Regions from separate parts of the Drosophila melanogaster genome. Here region 1 is linked to region 2. A link is a contact called in public Hi-C data. All regions are on one chromosome and are shown on one strand. The core of a region is the stretch at or near the end of the contact, and the rest is flanking DNA. Distances in the headings are between cores, read along the strand shown. Region 1 holds the start of tmod (tropomodulin). Region 2 overlaps sima (similar).

What was found. A called contact is a pair of places that touch in the nucleus more often than the background predicts.
Region 1: a contact with region 2 is called in a Hi-C map of the Kc167 cell line, with 1.7 times the contacts expected there. The contact joins the promoter of tmod here to the enhancer-like site in region 2. A contact is called at or near these places in 6 of 107 Hi-C or Micro-C datasets (the Kc167 cell line, the PNm cell line, the S2 cell line and 2 more).

What each region holds. Positions count from the first base shown.
Region 1 is chr3R:30,526,517-30,534,005 of dm6, reverse strand. It overlaps tmod (tropomodulin), which reads right to left and starts at 1,399. Exons shown (of 8, transcript NM_170504.4): 1 at 1,362-1,399; 2 at 499-910. The coding sequence starts at 720. lncRNA:CR45552 (long non-coding RNA:CR45552) reads left to right here and starts at 2,145. Exons shown (of 4, transcript NR_125296.1): 1 at 2,145-2,154; 2 at 3,092-3,439; 3 at 3,576-3,874; 4 at 5,510-5,726. It overlaps lncRNA:CR45553 (long non-coding RNA:CR45553), which reads right to left and starts at 3,651. Exons shown (of 3, transcript NR_125298.1): 1 at 3,530-3,651; 2 at 2,447-3,019; 3 at 1,629-2,323. jdp (jdp,) reads left to right here and starts at 6,969. Exons shown (of 5, transcript NM_170501.2): 1 at 6,969-7,022.
Region 2 is chr3R:30,066,935-30,074,319 of dm6, reverse strand. It overlaps sima (similar), which reads right to left. Exons shown (of 12, transcript NM_079845.4): 2 at 7,058-7,245; 3 at 6,767-6,996; 4 at 6,486-6,707; 5 at 6,256-6,422; 6 at 5,900-6,006. Among named protein-coding and RNA genes, the nearest start is that of sima, 12 kb to the right of the region's middle. Within about 2 kb of position 2,944, at least 17 of the 39 cell types and tissues checked have an H3K27ac peak or open chromatin away from gene starts, as enhancers often do. A contact at or near this core is called in the Kc167 cell line and wing imaginal disc, where this site is marked.

The sequences.
Region 1 (7,489 bases), core at 150-2,649, 460 kb before region 2:
GGGGTGGCCAACTATTGAGGAAATCATTCAGTTTTGGGCGGATTCTTTGGTTTAAACTTGTAGTTCCGTAAGAATATTTTCGGAAATATGTAAAATGGAATGTCATTTACTTTCGCAAAAATATGCGATGTTTTTATATAAATTCAATGCAAAAACAAGATGTTGTTTTGCGGCATATATCCCCCCACCAAAAGCTTGGTAAACAATACTTGAATCGAAAATATTTTTATAAAAATTTCCATGCTTAATAAATTTTAACGAACTGTTCTTTAAGTTGATTGCGAATATGCACTTAACATTAAAGCTTTTGGAAATAGTTTCCATTAAGAATTTCCCAAGTTCCCGAATTTTTATAGCTTCTTGAACGGTTTTCAAATTCAGAATACATATTGATTTTCATGGCTATTCGAATTATGTTTGTACTCAGCACACGCACAATAAGTTAGTTAATGGATAATGGCGGCTATTAGATGGATCCATGGGTCAGAGTTCACTCACCTCAGTGATCTTCATGGTGCGCTTCACCGTTTTGCGGGTAACTTCGGTGGTTTCCTCCACGACATCGCCATCCTCATCGATGGTCTCCGTTACCATTTTCTCGGTCTCGCCGGGAATCACCTCCTCGGTGTGCTCGGTGACCACGCTGGTTTTGCTCTGGGCATCGGGTTCGGGCTTGGTCTCCTCGGCGGAGCCACCGAAAACATCCTCAATGTCCGACATTGTCTCTGATTTATATCCTTTTCGATTGGAGTCGAGCTGATTCACTTGGCTTTCTCTCACGTTCTTGTGTTCACTTTCACTTGATCACTGGATCACTGATCACAACGATAACACATAACACGCAGAATTGCTTGGGTTTTCTTCTTTCTTATTTTCTTTCTTTTAGCCTGAAAAATACAAACGACCAGAGCTAGAAAAATGAATATTTTTTGTATATTCCGCTGGGCTTTTGGCAGCCGCTGGTTATTATATAAACAAGAGGAATTTCACGGCGCGCTGGTTTTTTAGTAACTTGTTTTCGACCTAAGGGCGGTATATTTAGAGGTACTGTAGATCCTTCGTGGTTTACGCAGATGCCTGGAGCCTTCGATCCTCTCGGGAAGTGCTCGATTATCGAACTGTAAAAACGTAACGTCGACCAGCGGCCACGAAAGGCGCGACAACAACGGAGAACGGAGAATTACGGAACAATGGGACTACGGAAGAACGGAACAATGGGACAACGGAATAACGTAGAGCCGTGGTGACAAAAGGCGGATAAAGCGAAACAAGTTGAAAGATGGAGCTATCGAAATCCCATCACATCACTTCAGCCTGTTTCGAAAACAAATCCGGAATAATTACGGAACAACGGAACGCACACGAGGCGAATTACACGATCACGGGTCTTCTACTTGCTGCCTCCGTCCTAGCTTCTTCTAATTCTTCTAGTTAGAATCTTCTGCCGTCTGCCACCGGAACCGACGCCGGAGAGCAGAGCGAGACGGTCTGAGTTCCGGAGGGTCTAGTGGGGCAGAGGCCCCCAATGTGTTAGCCGCAGGTGCGAGCGGGACGGCCCGAGACCCCCAGCGCTCGGGAGAGCGCCAGCAATTCTCCACACTCTCTCCTCCACTCTCACTCTCAGTTCTCTGCCGATCTGCTGCCGCTGCTGACGTCTGCTCAATTTTGAACGTTGATCTTCGTCGCGTTTCAAAAGTTTTTTGTTGCCTTCGTTCCGATCTTTTCTACACTGTGTGCCTCTACACTGAGAGAAAATCCTACCAAATTGGATTTACATTTAGAAAGCTTTATTTGGTAAAAAGAGGAAACTATCTGACAATATTTCGTATGTTAAAAAGTAAAAGTACAAGGCTGTGATCCCACATGTATCCTAATCCTTCCGAAATTGAACTCCAGAGTTCTATAAAATATCAAAATATCTGCAATGAAGTAAGAAGTGAGTTAACCATTTTTCTGAGTGCAGTATTTCTGTTCTTTCTTTGAGCAAATGTGAAATTTGAATGCGAATGAGTTCGCTCGCTAATTGTCCGCCTGTTGCAATTTCTTCGTTTGACCAGGCGAATGCAATTAGTGCGGCTGCCGGACGTCTGAGGCCCGTCAGAATGTGAAACTCCGCCGTGAAGTGCCAACACTCCTCATTCGCCATCTCATATGGTCTGTACTCCCCTTACTCCGCATACCCCCTACTCTCCATACTCCCCGTCAAAGACCCACGCACTCTTCTCGTCAATGTGCGTGGAGCTATTTTGGGTGGATTTAACAATAGACAGAAAAAAGAGGCAGCCAAGGATGAAGATAGTGATATCTTCCGACTTTGGAATACCTAAAAAAGAGATTTTGATAGTAAGAATAGAGTTTTACAATAAGAATTATAGAATGTTTATTCAAGAAGTAAAAATATCTTATAAACTTGAATTTAGATAGATTTTAAAATTAATTTACAAACCAATTTGTCCACTCTATCAGAGGGACTTACTATCCCCATAAGCCCGTGTTGCATTTCCCTTTTTCCAACATTTTTTTTCCAATAAGCCCAGACATCTCATCGATACCCTCTGTGGGCAAACAACTCTGAATCGGGTGGAATACATTGGGCTGATCCGGCTGGCCATTTGGCCGGGCGGCATTTGACGCCGTCTTTTCCTTTTTCATGCGCTTTTCTTTTTTTTTCCTTTATTTTCCGTTCGTTTTTTTCCCTTTTTCCTTTGCCGTGGCCAGCGTTCGATGTGCGAGTGGAGGCAGTGCATCACAGCCAGCGGGGCCTGTACAGGGTGCCTTGTGGCAGGGGCATCTGTCGGAAGATGCCCATCTCAAGTGATTTCACCTTCTGCCTTCTGTCCGATTTCTGATTTTGTGCTGATTCCGATTTAGATTTTTGATTAGCGAACGCTTTCAATTGCTGGCATTTGGGGGCTTTAGTTTTGACAGCGATGTGCGGACTTCCTGTATCGCATCGCGGACTGCACAAGATATATGAAAGACAAGTGTTTCGAACGGACCCCCGGTTTTCCCCGCAGCGCTGTGTAAACAAAGCGCCAAGCACACGCAAGACGGAATATTCTAAAATTAATTCTCGAAAATGTCTTTTCAGCTCGGCAAACGCAGCGACATGATGCGGGACAAATGCCTGAATATAGATACATCCAATGGATGTGTCTCTGATGAGCAAATGCAATTATGTGGCATGGGATCAGGGGCAGGGCGGAGTTGCGGGCGCTGGGTAATGAATAGAGCCACGAAATAGAGCAGCAAACTCCTTCGTATTCCCCTCTCGACGGTCCTGTTCTGCATCTGTGTGTTTGGATGTGGAAAACCACACTGATGACAGACAAGCCACGGCAGAGGAAGCCAAAGGATAACATGAGATAACACACATCAAAAGCCACTCAGACACCCACACACGAACAGCGGGGGTTAGGCAAATAGGATGGGTTTTAAGGTAAATAAGGATAATGATTAATCAGTCATATGCAATGATATATCTGTATGATTTCATTTTGAGATGCGGTTTATGTTATACTTAACTTACTTGCTATAACACACTTTTAATGCATTTTATTCGAATATGTTTTAAGTGCTATATTTTTGGAGCCCTCTGTGGATGCACGCACATGTGCTCCCCATCACAGCTGCTCGTGATCCTTTGGCGACGAGAAATCAGCGCTCAAATATGATTAATAAGTAATTTCTTTGTCAACAAGTGACTGGGGATGGCCTGCTATGACGACAGCGGCGATAACGACAACGAGAATGAGAACGGAACGACGCCATGGAAATCTTTAATAAAATACATGCATAAATAAATTATAGGGCAAGCAGAGGCGAGGAAAAACAAACTGGATGGAGATGAACTGCTCTGAATGGAGGCAAACTGGTAATAAAACAAAGCGGTGACGGCAAAGACATACAGAAAGATACAAGATACAAAGGGGTGACATGTGCAGCCGAGGCGTGACCGCACTTCCTTTTTTTCCGGCCATATATACAGGAACCTCTCCACATTGCCTTTTCCCAGCCACTTTTCAGAGCTCCTTGGCCTTGGCGTTTCCCTGTTTATTTCACAGTTGTAAATTGCACAAAGTAAATGAAGTGCTTTTTATTATAATCCAACAAGCTAACGTTGCCTGTTTTTAGCACAAAGAGAAAAGGAATATCTCAAAATGTTATTAGATTATATGAGAGTCATAGGTTCTCTGGAACTGTAAAATATAAATTTCAAATAGCACAGCGCAAATTCAAGTCTGCAGTTTGCTGTATTAAATTGATTGCCGATTTTGAATATATTTTTCTTTGTGTACTCCTCCCATTCCGAGCTTTTCCCTCCCTATATCACGAGTTTTCTTTGAATGCGGCCCGCTTGCCAAGTGTCGTTGACTCTCGCTGACCTAGAGGGAAAATAAAACCAAGGGAAATGCCTTGCCAAGATTCATGTGTAGATGATTCTGGGAAATGAAGAAAGTTTCAGTCTCGACATGCAGAAGCGGAAGGCCCAAAAACGATTTCTGTCAACTTCTGGAGAATTTTCATTGCCTGCCGTCCATTAATTGAGCTGTTGGAGGGCTGGTTGGGAAATTGCGGGAAATCGGGGAACAGCAGCTGGCAATCGACCGATGTAAGGTTCAGATTCGCCAGCACTCGACTTGTTTGACTTGCGATTTTCCTTTTAACTGAAGCGAAATGCAGTTAGCAGCAGCAGCCGGAAAGTGTAGAAAAAGACAAACACCCGGATAGTTGGATATGGATTGGTAATGGGCTGGGTTGGGAATGCAATTCAGGGGAAACTAAAGCGGAAACTGCAAACAGTAGGGATTCGCACAGCATACTTTTAGGTGCAGCTTGGCTGGAAGCAATGGAATGTCTCTAATCTGGTAGCCAACTACTCCAACTACTTCTACTACTACTACTGGCATGCATAAATCTGCAATGGCGAAGAATCTCTGGCCCCGCACACCCGGCGAATGAGCAATTTCCCAGCAATTCTTTGGCCATTGCCAATGTTTGCCCTGGCAAGCATGCTGCGGAAAATGTTCGCTTATCGGAATCCAAGTGGGTCTCAACACTCACCGCAAAAGAACACTGTAAAAAACCAAACATTAGATGGCTTATATCTTGACAGCTATGTTCAAATTCTATAACATTTGCTTTGGTTTTTAGCATATAGATCTAGGCCTGCATAAAAATTTGTATTTACTTGGATATAGCCTTAGATATCGATATCATTTCTTCCAGTTGAAAAAAAGCTTAGAGTGGCTTCTCTCAAAAGAGTGGTACTGGGGGCGAGCTGCAACTATTCTGGCCAAGAAGGTTTATCATCAACTGCATGCCGCAAGCTAAAAGAGTGGGTTGGACTGGAATATTTGCTAAGTATTCCGCATTTGTATCTGTGCCAGTAGTCGGAACTGTATCTGCAGCTAGCTGCGGGCTGTGGACAGTGAACAGTCGAAGCAGAAATGGAAATAAATAGTTGCCTTGCTCTTTTGTCTAATTAAAACGTTTCATTTCGTTCCAGCTCCATTTGTTGACGTCACACGCACAGAACACGTGTGTGTGTGTGAGCATACGTTGGCACTGAGATAGTAGGGTATATTGACTGTCAGGAACGAAAGGCCTCCATAAACTTAAAATTGTATACTGTTTCTGAAATAAAATAGCTTTAATCTGATTATCAAAATGTTTATTATAAGAATTAGGTGTGTGATATTAATATTAAGAAACAATATAACAATAACAATATACTTTAAAGGTAAATATTCAATATTGCAGTTACTGAACATCTTTCAGTCGACAACTTTGTCCCAATCGATTTGCTGGTTGCGTTGCCTCTTCTTCTCTGTGTGCGTGACGGACAAACGCGCACGGGCGCACTTTTCCGCAGGCCTTGCCCCACTCGGCCCTCGGGAAAACCCACCGTTGTGGGCTGGTCAAATGGTTTCATCTTCATTTGGTTCTGGTCCTGTTTTTCTGGCCAGACATACATGTGCCGGGTCCTGCTTCGCCATTATGATGATTTATGAACGGAAATCATTTTTCGCCCAGTGCGGCTTTTCTGTGTGGTCCAGGGGATGGTGCTAGGTCTAGGCCTCCTTTTTGAGGTCCTACTCCGCCCCGAAGTATGCAACAGTTTTCAATTTCGTTTCCGTTTGCTGCAAACTTTCGCTTCACACTCGGCTGGCTCTTTTAATTTGAAAACCAATGCTCTGCTGCTCTGGTTCGGTTATTTTCAGTTCGGATTCGCATTCGTCCGAAGTTCGATTTGACTTCATTTGGGGAAAAAGTTTTGTCGAGCAGCTGGCCGCAGATTGATGAGTTTTCTTTTTTGGGTGGAACATTAATTTCCCTTTAACAAATTCAACAAACTTTCTTCTGCAGTGGGAAGATGGTCTTCTTTTGCTCAGCCCGTTGGATCAACAAGTGGTCAAGGATTGCTAAGTTATGGTACGATTGTTTTTTTTTATAGCAGAAGCTCTATTTGAAAAGCTTTTCAATAGGCTTTTAGCCGGGATGCTTTTGTGAGGACAGCAACCAACAGCCATCACAGCTTTAGTGCTTTAAGTGCAATTTTCAATTTTAAGAGAATGTAAACTGAACGAACGAAAGAAAACGGTAAATATCACCGCCTAAAGTCAATATAGCCCTTTTAATACATTATTCCTGTATTCAGTTTAAATATTTTAGATACAACATCTTGGATTATTGGTTTTCTCTTACTTGAGGGGATTCCGCAGTACCAAAGATAGTGAGTCATCGCTGCCAACAGGTAAACCCTAAAGCACATTGTGGGATTCCCCCGCGGTTCTAAGAAACACGTATTTTCAAAACCCCGCTTACAAAGCTCAAAAAGCTCAGCTCACTCTGGGATTGGGAGGCTGTGGAGCTTTCCAGAGAGAACTTTCTCCCGTCTCCAAGCTCCACCAATCCAATCCGAAGTGGAAAACGAGCGAAGCGAGTTTCGTGATGTGGCGAACCATCAGTTCGACTTTCGACGCGCTGCCAGAAACATCGTGAGCGCCGCTTATCCCAAAGTATATATCCAAGAAGTATATATATTATATATGCTGATTCCCAGAGAGTGGGAGTCCGAGTTACTTAAAAAAAAAAACAACACAAAAACTGAGAGTGTTCTAGTGCCAGTCAAGTTGGTGTTTAGCGCATTTGATTTTGAGCGGGCTGCAATAAATAAACAACGTTTTTCCCACCGTTTACTAAAAGTTGAAGCTCTAGAAAAACAACAAGTGAAAGTGCTTCCACCAACCGAGGCAAAACAAACGAAAAACCCAAACCAAAAACCAAAACAAAACCAGATCATTCAGCTGATTACTTGGCGATTTCGTTTTTGTGCATTTGTGATTAACTTATTTTTAGCTGCTAATTGTTCCAAATCGAAGGTCACGAAATCGCCTTCGTTTGCCTTTTGATTCAGCCTAAAAATCTCAGTTACCAGTATTTGTTAGTCTTCCGGAAAATATAACCAATGATAAGTGCAAATAGG
Region 2 (7,385 bases), core at 1,695-4,194:
ACTCTGCGGCGGCTGGCGCACAACTTTTATCATTTTGCCTTTGTTTGGAGCGTGTAATCAAATGCATATTTGCATGCCACCCACCTACGCAAAACCCTTAAGCTTTGCCTTCGCCTTTTGTATAATTTTCTGCAAGACTTGCGAAAATCTTGCAAAGGCGGCAAAACTTTGCTACCCACCCAAGAGCACAAAAGTATGCAACCCAAAGTCGCCGATAAAGAGGACATACAGTGCACAATGTCCTGGAGGTTACACGAATTTATCACCATCAGCAGTCAAAGTATATTTCACATTTTTATATTAAAAGTGAAAATATACTAAACGAACAATTGAAACAGCAAAACAATCGATAGTACATCGATATTTTCGATAGTAAGTTAGCTTGATTTATCATAACTCAAAATCATTTTGGAATGCATTCAAATATTGAAACTCTATCATTTGCACCAGTGTGCATGGCCGAAGGGGAAAGATGTGCGAGTGGGCGGGATGCCAAAGCGATTGAAGCGACTATAAACTCAATTAGCCAGCCCCCGGACTCCGAATGGCGGCCATAAAAGCGTTGAAGGAATCGAAATGAACTTGGCCAAATGTCATTAGCGCGGGCAGGCACATTAAATGTTATTAACGCATTCGCTTTTGTTGCACCAGCAGCAGTGCAGTTCGATGGAATAGTTATCTAATTTGATATGCCGGGCGAAAGGGGAGGGCAGGGTATAAATGCGAGGGGCTTGCTGCCATTCAATTGTTGCCTCAATTGTTCGGAAAAAGGGGAAGTTAACTCCCCAGCATTGTAACGTGACAATGGACGCCAACACGTAGCGGAAAATTGTGCAAAAGGATCTGCAACTTTAAGGCGTGAGATCCCGCCAGCTAAACTGCAAAACTGCCTGAAGGTACGAAAAGTGCAGCATTTACATTCATCATCATAAGTCACTGCCCGGACACAAATGAAATGAAATATCTGCAGAGGTGCCCGGATGGTCCAGGATATATTTCGGTGAATGGGTGTGGGCGGCATCCCCAAATAGAGCCATTCAGCTAAGCCAGCAACACAACACAAAGTGCATCCGCCGGGAGTCGGGATCGGGCAGAGCAGGAATTCTCACTTCCCCCCCAAAACTAATGGCATCCTCCGCAGGACTCACAGGACTCCGCAGGATTCCGCAGCAGTCGCTGGATGCAGCGCGGCACTCACGTAGAGGAGTTGCAGCTCCGGCATATTTAATAAACTCTCGCAAATTAAGCGGCGCGGGATGGAGGATGCCATAAATCAACAGGTAAGAGGAGCGTGCGTCCACCTGGGAGGCAACGCCACCATCGCAGTTCATTAACATTAGTCGAGGCATAAGGGTCCAAGGACCCGGGCAGATAATTTGGCCAGAAAGGAACCTTAACCAGCGCCATTTAACCGACGCTTGGATATAAATACGCTAATGGTTTTAGGTTTCATCAGTTGCCAAACATTAATTATGGAATGTATTTGGAATGAATTTACTCAAAAATTATTACCAAAGTCTAAGATTACACTTGGAAAGTCTTAAAGCCCCTTTGTTGCGACCTTAAGCCTATGTAATAAAGAGATGATGGACTTCCGAGCTGAGCTGTGACCCACCTGTTGGCAAATTGATGGACGAAAAGTGGAAAAAGTTCAGCTGGAAAAGTAATTTAGTTGGCAGCGCGCACAGGAAGCAGTCAGTTCCTGTTGCAGCCAAGTCAGTCAGCCACATCCGGCGCAACTTAAAGCCGCATTTCCGCTCATGCAATTTTAATTTGTCAAATGCAAGCGACGCGCTGAGGACGCTAAAATTAACTGGAAAATTTTACAATCCTTGCGAGGCGAGGCAAGGCGACGCAGGATTACAGAGCAGGACATGGCAGCATGAGTCGCTGCCGTAGCTGCCGAAATGAGGATGCCGACGAGCCACTCGAATTGGACCATTAGTTTCGACGGCATTAGTTTGGCGCTTTCATGGCCCAGACGATGCAGACGAATAAATAAGAGACGAGCAGCGGGACGCTGATGGAGACGAAGTTGGGAATAGATGTGGATTATCCAGGAGTGGGGAACGAAGTTCCGTGGTTCCCCCGCCCAGGGGCCGAGTGGACCGAGGCGGACCAGCGAGGATCCCCTGGCGAAATTATGCATGTAATAAAATGCGGCTGCCTCGACGGCAGCTGCAACAACCCGTGCCCAGCCACGCCCCGACGCCCACTTATGCCGCGAGCCAAATTTAAGTGCATTAACATAAAGCGGTCGAGCCACAGTGGGATAAACGCTTTCGAAAACATATAAAATACAAATATTCAAATGGCTTCATAAGATTCCAAAATTATCTACAAAAGTGTTTTAAAGTATGCAACAATTTGGAGTTCAAATGCCCCACAGACCCATTCCGATGGAACATTTTCCCAGACCACTGTGCACTGTTAGCCCCAACAAGATAAATAAACTTTTGTGTGAAACCGTTTTGGAGCAGGGCATGGTTTCCACTCCCCCCGAAAACGGAGAATTCGGCTGCTCTGATGAGTGCAACGACTTGGCAGCAGCGCTAAGCGTCAGCATCATCGACACTTTTGGCAGGAAGCATTCGCGGGGCTCAGACGTATAGTTTATATAGCGCCGACGACTACGGGACATGGCCAGGAAGCTCGTCTGGCTGGGAGTCTCCGGAGTGTGTGAGACATTAACAGACTCGTAAACTGGCAGTTGCTTGTTATGTTGATTACACAACTCGTGCGGGCGTGGGAGCAAATGAAAATAAAGTTCCCTAGCCCGACTTGCACTTGAAATCCACGCAGTCAAGTCTGAGTAAAGGTATTACACTCAACTTGAATACAATAATTCCTTGCTTCGTTTTCAGCCAACGGTCTATAGAACTTTGAGTCTTAATGATTCCTCTTCTTCTGTATCTTGGGCTACACGTTTGCAGCGGTTTAAAGTCACCTCGCGTAGGCCATCACCGAAAAGTATGCAACACTTGGTGCCACGCCCCATTGGTACGTGCCTGGCCAGGATCACACGCCCTTTCAACCCACAACACTCGCGCCAGCACAACTGTCAGCTGCCCTCTCGGAAAAGCTGGGAAGGAAACAGAAACTAAAAAAAGGAAACTTAAACAGAAACAAACAGCGGGAAACTAGCAACTGGCTTGTGGCAAGAGTTGAAAGTTGAATGTCTGGCAAATGCCGCGGCAATGCCCCCAGAATGCAGCGCCAGTGGAAAATGCATTTTCCGAAGGGGAACTTTTCACACGCAGCGCCAAATCTGCCAAAGCCACTTTTCGGTATTGTTTTTTGTTGCTTTCCAAAATTTATTGCAACACTCGCTGGAGGAGCTGCTATACTTCACCCGCACTTCCATCTCCATCTCCATCTCCAACTCCACCTTCATCCCTAAAAATCCAAAGCGATGCTGGCTTTATCTCTTCGCTGTCTGTCTGTCAGAGGATATTTATCTGGCACGTTAAGTTTACTTTTGCCCCCTTCGATCCACTGCCACTTTCCTCGAACATTTCCCTCGCTTTCCACCCGCTCGTTTCATAATTTTTCGCCTCGCGGCCAAATTGTCGTCTTTATTTGCAGCATGGAAATGCTCGAGCGCAATTTCCCATTTCCATTTCCATTCCACTACACACACACACACACACACACATCCGAACGGCAAACACTGCCCGATGCGAGATTTTCCCGCATGACATTTGCGATTTTCCGCACATTTTGTACTTTATTGAACTGTTTGTCACATGACGTTTAGTATTTTGCGAGCTGCGCCAGCTGCATGCGAACACAACCCACATGCACAGCATGAAAGCGGGAGGAATCGGCTAGGATTGGGGAGAAGTACTCCTCCAACTTGAAATCGGATGAAACTTAAGGGAGCCTAAAAGTAACGAAGGTACTTGATACTTCCCCTAAAGGTGTCTAAGAGTATGCAACAGTTATTTGACATTCATTTTCCGATTGATACGTAAGTGCATTTTATAGCAGACCATCCTTTGGTAATTCCACTGTACCTTCCATCACCATCATCATGCTCGAATTTTAAGGGAATAAAAGGGGAGGATGGTTGAAGCTTTTAAGGATGCACTGCACCAGCTGACCCCCTTATTACAAAGCCATGTAAACTTGATGAAAATCAAATGGAAATAAAAACGGACAGCACTCATAAACAATAATATTGCGGGCAAGCTTTCGCGAACGGAAACTTTTTGGAAAAGCGGGAAAAAGGAAACTTCCATCAGAGCGGCGAAAGCAACTTAATAAAAACAAAAATGTATGAAATACTTTTACGACTTTCGAAGACATTTTTACAACTTGCTGGCAAGTTTTGCTAACGATATGCGAGATGCACACAGAACTCGGGATCGCCAGCTGCATCCTAGGACTCGAGCGTCCTGGTCAAATGGATACGTCGCATCATAAAACCGAAAGTCATTTCGCGCAGAACGTGTCTACACGAAAACCAGGAGCGGGCGAATGTCCGGCCAAGAAGCCAAAGTCATCGCAGCCAATAATAATTCCAATTGTAGTGCAGTGACAATTTTCTGTTCCTTGGCTGCAAGGATGCGCTCTTTTGGGCACTTTTGGGTACATTGTACCCCGAACAATGGTCAGCAGAAGACTTTTTATTGCCCAGCGTTGGCATTTTAAGTGCAGCCAGCCAAGGAGCACCATCGTAGCTCCATCGCCGCTCCATCGGCAGTGGCAACATTATTTGGCCAATGTAGACGACATGACGCGGCCATTAAGAGCAACAAATAAGCAAACAATAACAAGAAGCCGCACCCGATGAGCTGGGGAGAAATTAAGAAAAAATGCTTGCAGCAAACACTTTCCCACTCACACTCTGCAATCGAAGATGTGGGACTTCATTGCACGGAAAGAAATAAGAGGTCATTTAATATCGAATTGACTCCTCTCTCTCTCTCTCGCATGACATTCATAAATTACAAAGAAATTACAAAGAAACTTACTTCAAAGTTGCTAGTTATCTAGCCAATATATATCACTATTTTCGTATTGTTAAGTGCCACTGGCATAATTCCTTAGCAAATAAATATAAATTCTTTTTTGTATAGAGAAAAGTGAAGATACAAAAAATATTTGCTCTCTATGGTCAGGCCATTTATCTATCGATCTGTTTGGATATTTCGACGCGGTAACGATACTTTGGCTTATGAAAATTGATTGCAAATGAGCTGGTGGCTTTGGCGCGTCTTCCATTTCTAAGCAAGATGGGTGGGAATATTTCTCTTGTGGCATTGCTGATAGTGAAGCAATAAGACGTAGCTGGATTATACAGATTTACTAGCTCAGGCATACGATATGAAATGGCGAATAAATAAACAAAAAAACAAAATCTAACATAATTGAATCAGCAAAAAACTCGTTGAAATGAAGAGATAGAGGAGATATGAAAGTGCAGATAGCGATAGATACAGAGATTTCAGCTGTCTCGCTGCCTGACCAATTCGTTTACTTTCGCAAAAGCTAATTAGCAACTAAAGTGAAATTAAAGCAGAGCCAAGTCAAGCCAACGACTAATGGTCTTTGTGTTGCAAAAAAGTGGAAAAGGGGCAGACAAGAGGAAGGTGCTACAACTAATTAAATGCAATAAGCTATGGCAACTGCTGGACGTGAACAGGAACTGCTTGGGATTCTAGGAGTCAGGATGCGGAGCAGAGCACAGGACAGGTAACGCCGCCGGACGAGTGACAACTTTGTTTTGATGTGCCGGACTCTTCCGGCTTCCTTCCTGTCCTCCGCGTCCATTGCAACCCACCAACTAACGACGAACGCGTTTTAATTTGCACATTAAAGTAATTAGTTTAGCATTAGTTAGCTGTAGTTTGTTTTAATGAGTCGCGAGTTTTCGGAGTTGGACGATGCCACTTACCGCTCTTGAAGGTGGCCATCAGGCGTTCGGAATCTGCTCCATGCTGGCACGAAAACAAAGAGGTGTCAAGTAGATCCTTGGGCGAATATCCCAGTAAGTCATGCATCCTGAAATCAAAGCAGGGAACAAATGAGAATTAATGTTACTATCCTCTAGACGGGTTCCCATTTTGATGCTTTTCTAGGCTGCTTAATATGTTTACGTAATCTATTAATTTGTGCTTGTTCATTATGAGTAAGTAAATGATAGTTAAGTGCCACTTTTGGCAGAGCAATTAGTCAATCCCTCAAAAAGAAACCTAAGCAGTTATGGTTTTTAAAATGGGATTTGCGTCTTTAATTCTGTATGTATCTCACTTGTCATCCACATAGGTGAAACGCATATCCAGGGAGTGTTTGGTAAGGAAGGTGCTAGTTCCCAACGGAATCTCAATGTTCGAAGGATGCGGAATTGGTCGGCCAATGGCCATCAGCAGACGTTCGCCCTTTGCATTGACCACCAAGTGTCCCGTGATGTGAATGACCTGAAAACCCCAATAAGGCATGGGTTAGTTGGTGCTATGGTGTCTCAAACTCATTTAGCTCACCTTATACGAAGCGCTCTTGATGTTGATGCTTCGTCCACGACTGGTCAAGGTGCACTTCAAGCGCACAAACAGATCCCGGTGATGGGTGCTCACTCCAGAGTTCTGCTGCGGCTCATCCTTGACCTTCTGGGCAAGTTCACGCTTTAGGCTGAGAGCCTCCTTGATCTCGGCGTGATCGCACTGGTGCGAGTACTCCCAGATCTGTTGGCCAAGTGTGTCAATCTGCGCAAAGTTGAGAGCAAGTTAGAATCTTCTTCAATGAAGTATTTGGATACATTTACCTTGGTGATGCCCAGATACTCGACTACGTTTTCGGACACGTAGGTGATGTCTCCCTCGTGGGACAAGACCAACAGGAATCCGTCCATGGTCTGTTTGAGGAGCTCTCTGGCCTCAGCTCCGTTGAGCCAATCCTCAGTGCCCACTTCCAGCTTGGGCTTGACTTCCTGCTGATCCTCTGCAGTTTCAATGTCCTGCTTGATGTCATCATTGCAGTCGCGCAAGCTGGGCACTGAAATAAGTAATATATTAGATGGTGCTAACAAAGATTTCACATCCTAAGGGAAACTCACCGAACTGCAGCATTTCGCGAATCTTGAGGAAAGCGATGGTGATCCTCATCACGGAGGCCTTGTCCAGTTGGTTGACATCGTCGGTTTTCAATGGCAAAGCAGCCGAGAGTTCCATGAATATCTCTGTCTCCTTGGAGCGACGACATCTAGCCGCATCGCGAGACTTTTCCTTGCGTTTTTCATTGTTCCTGCAAAGATCGATCGGATGGAAAATTAGCATAAGCTCAAAACGAGCACGTACGCCAATGATCAGTGGGAAAAGGGGGGATCTAGCACGGGGGAGGCTGCCTGAAATATGCGTGCATTTGCATGGCTGCACTTTTATACC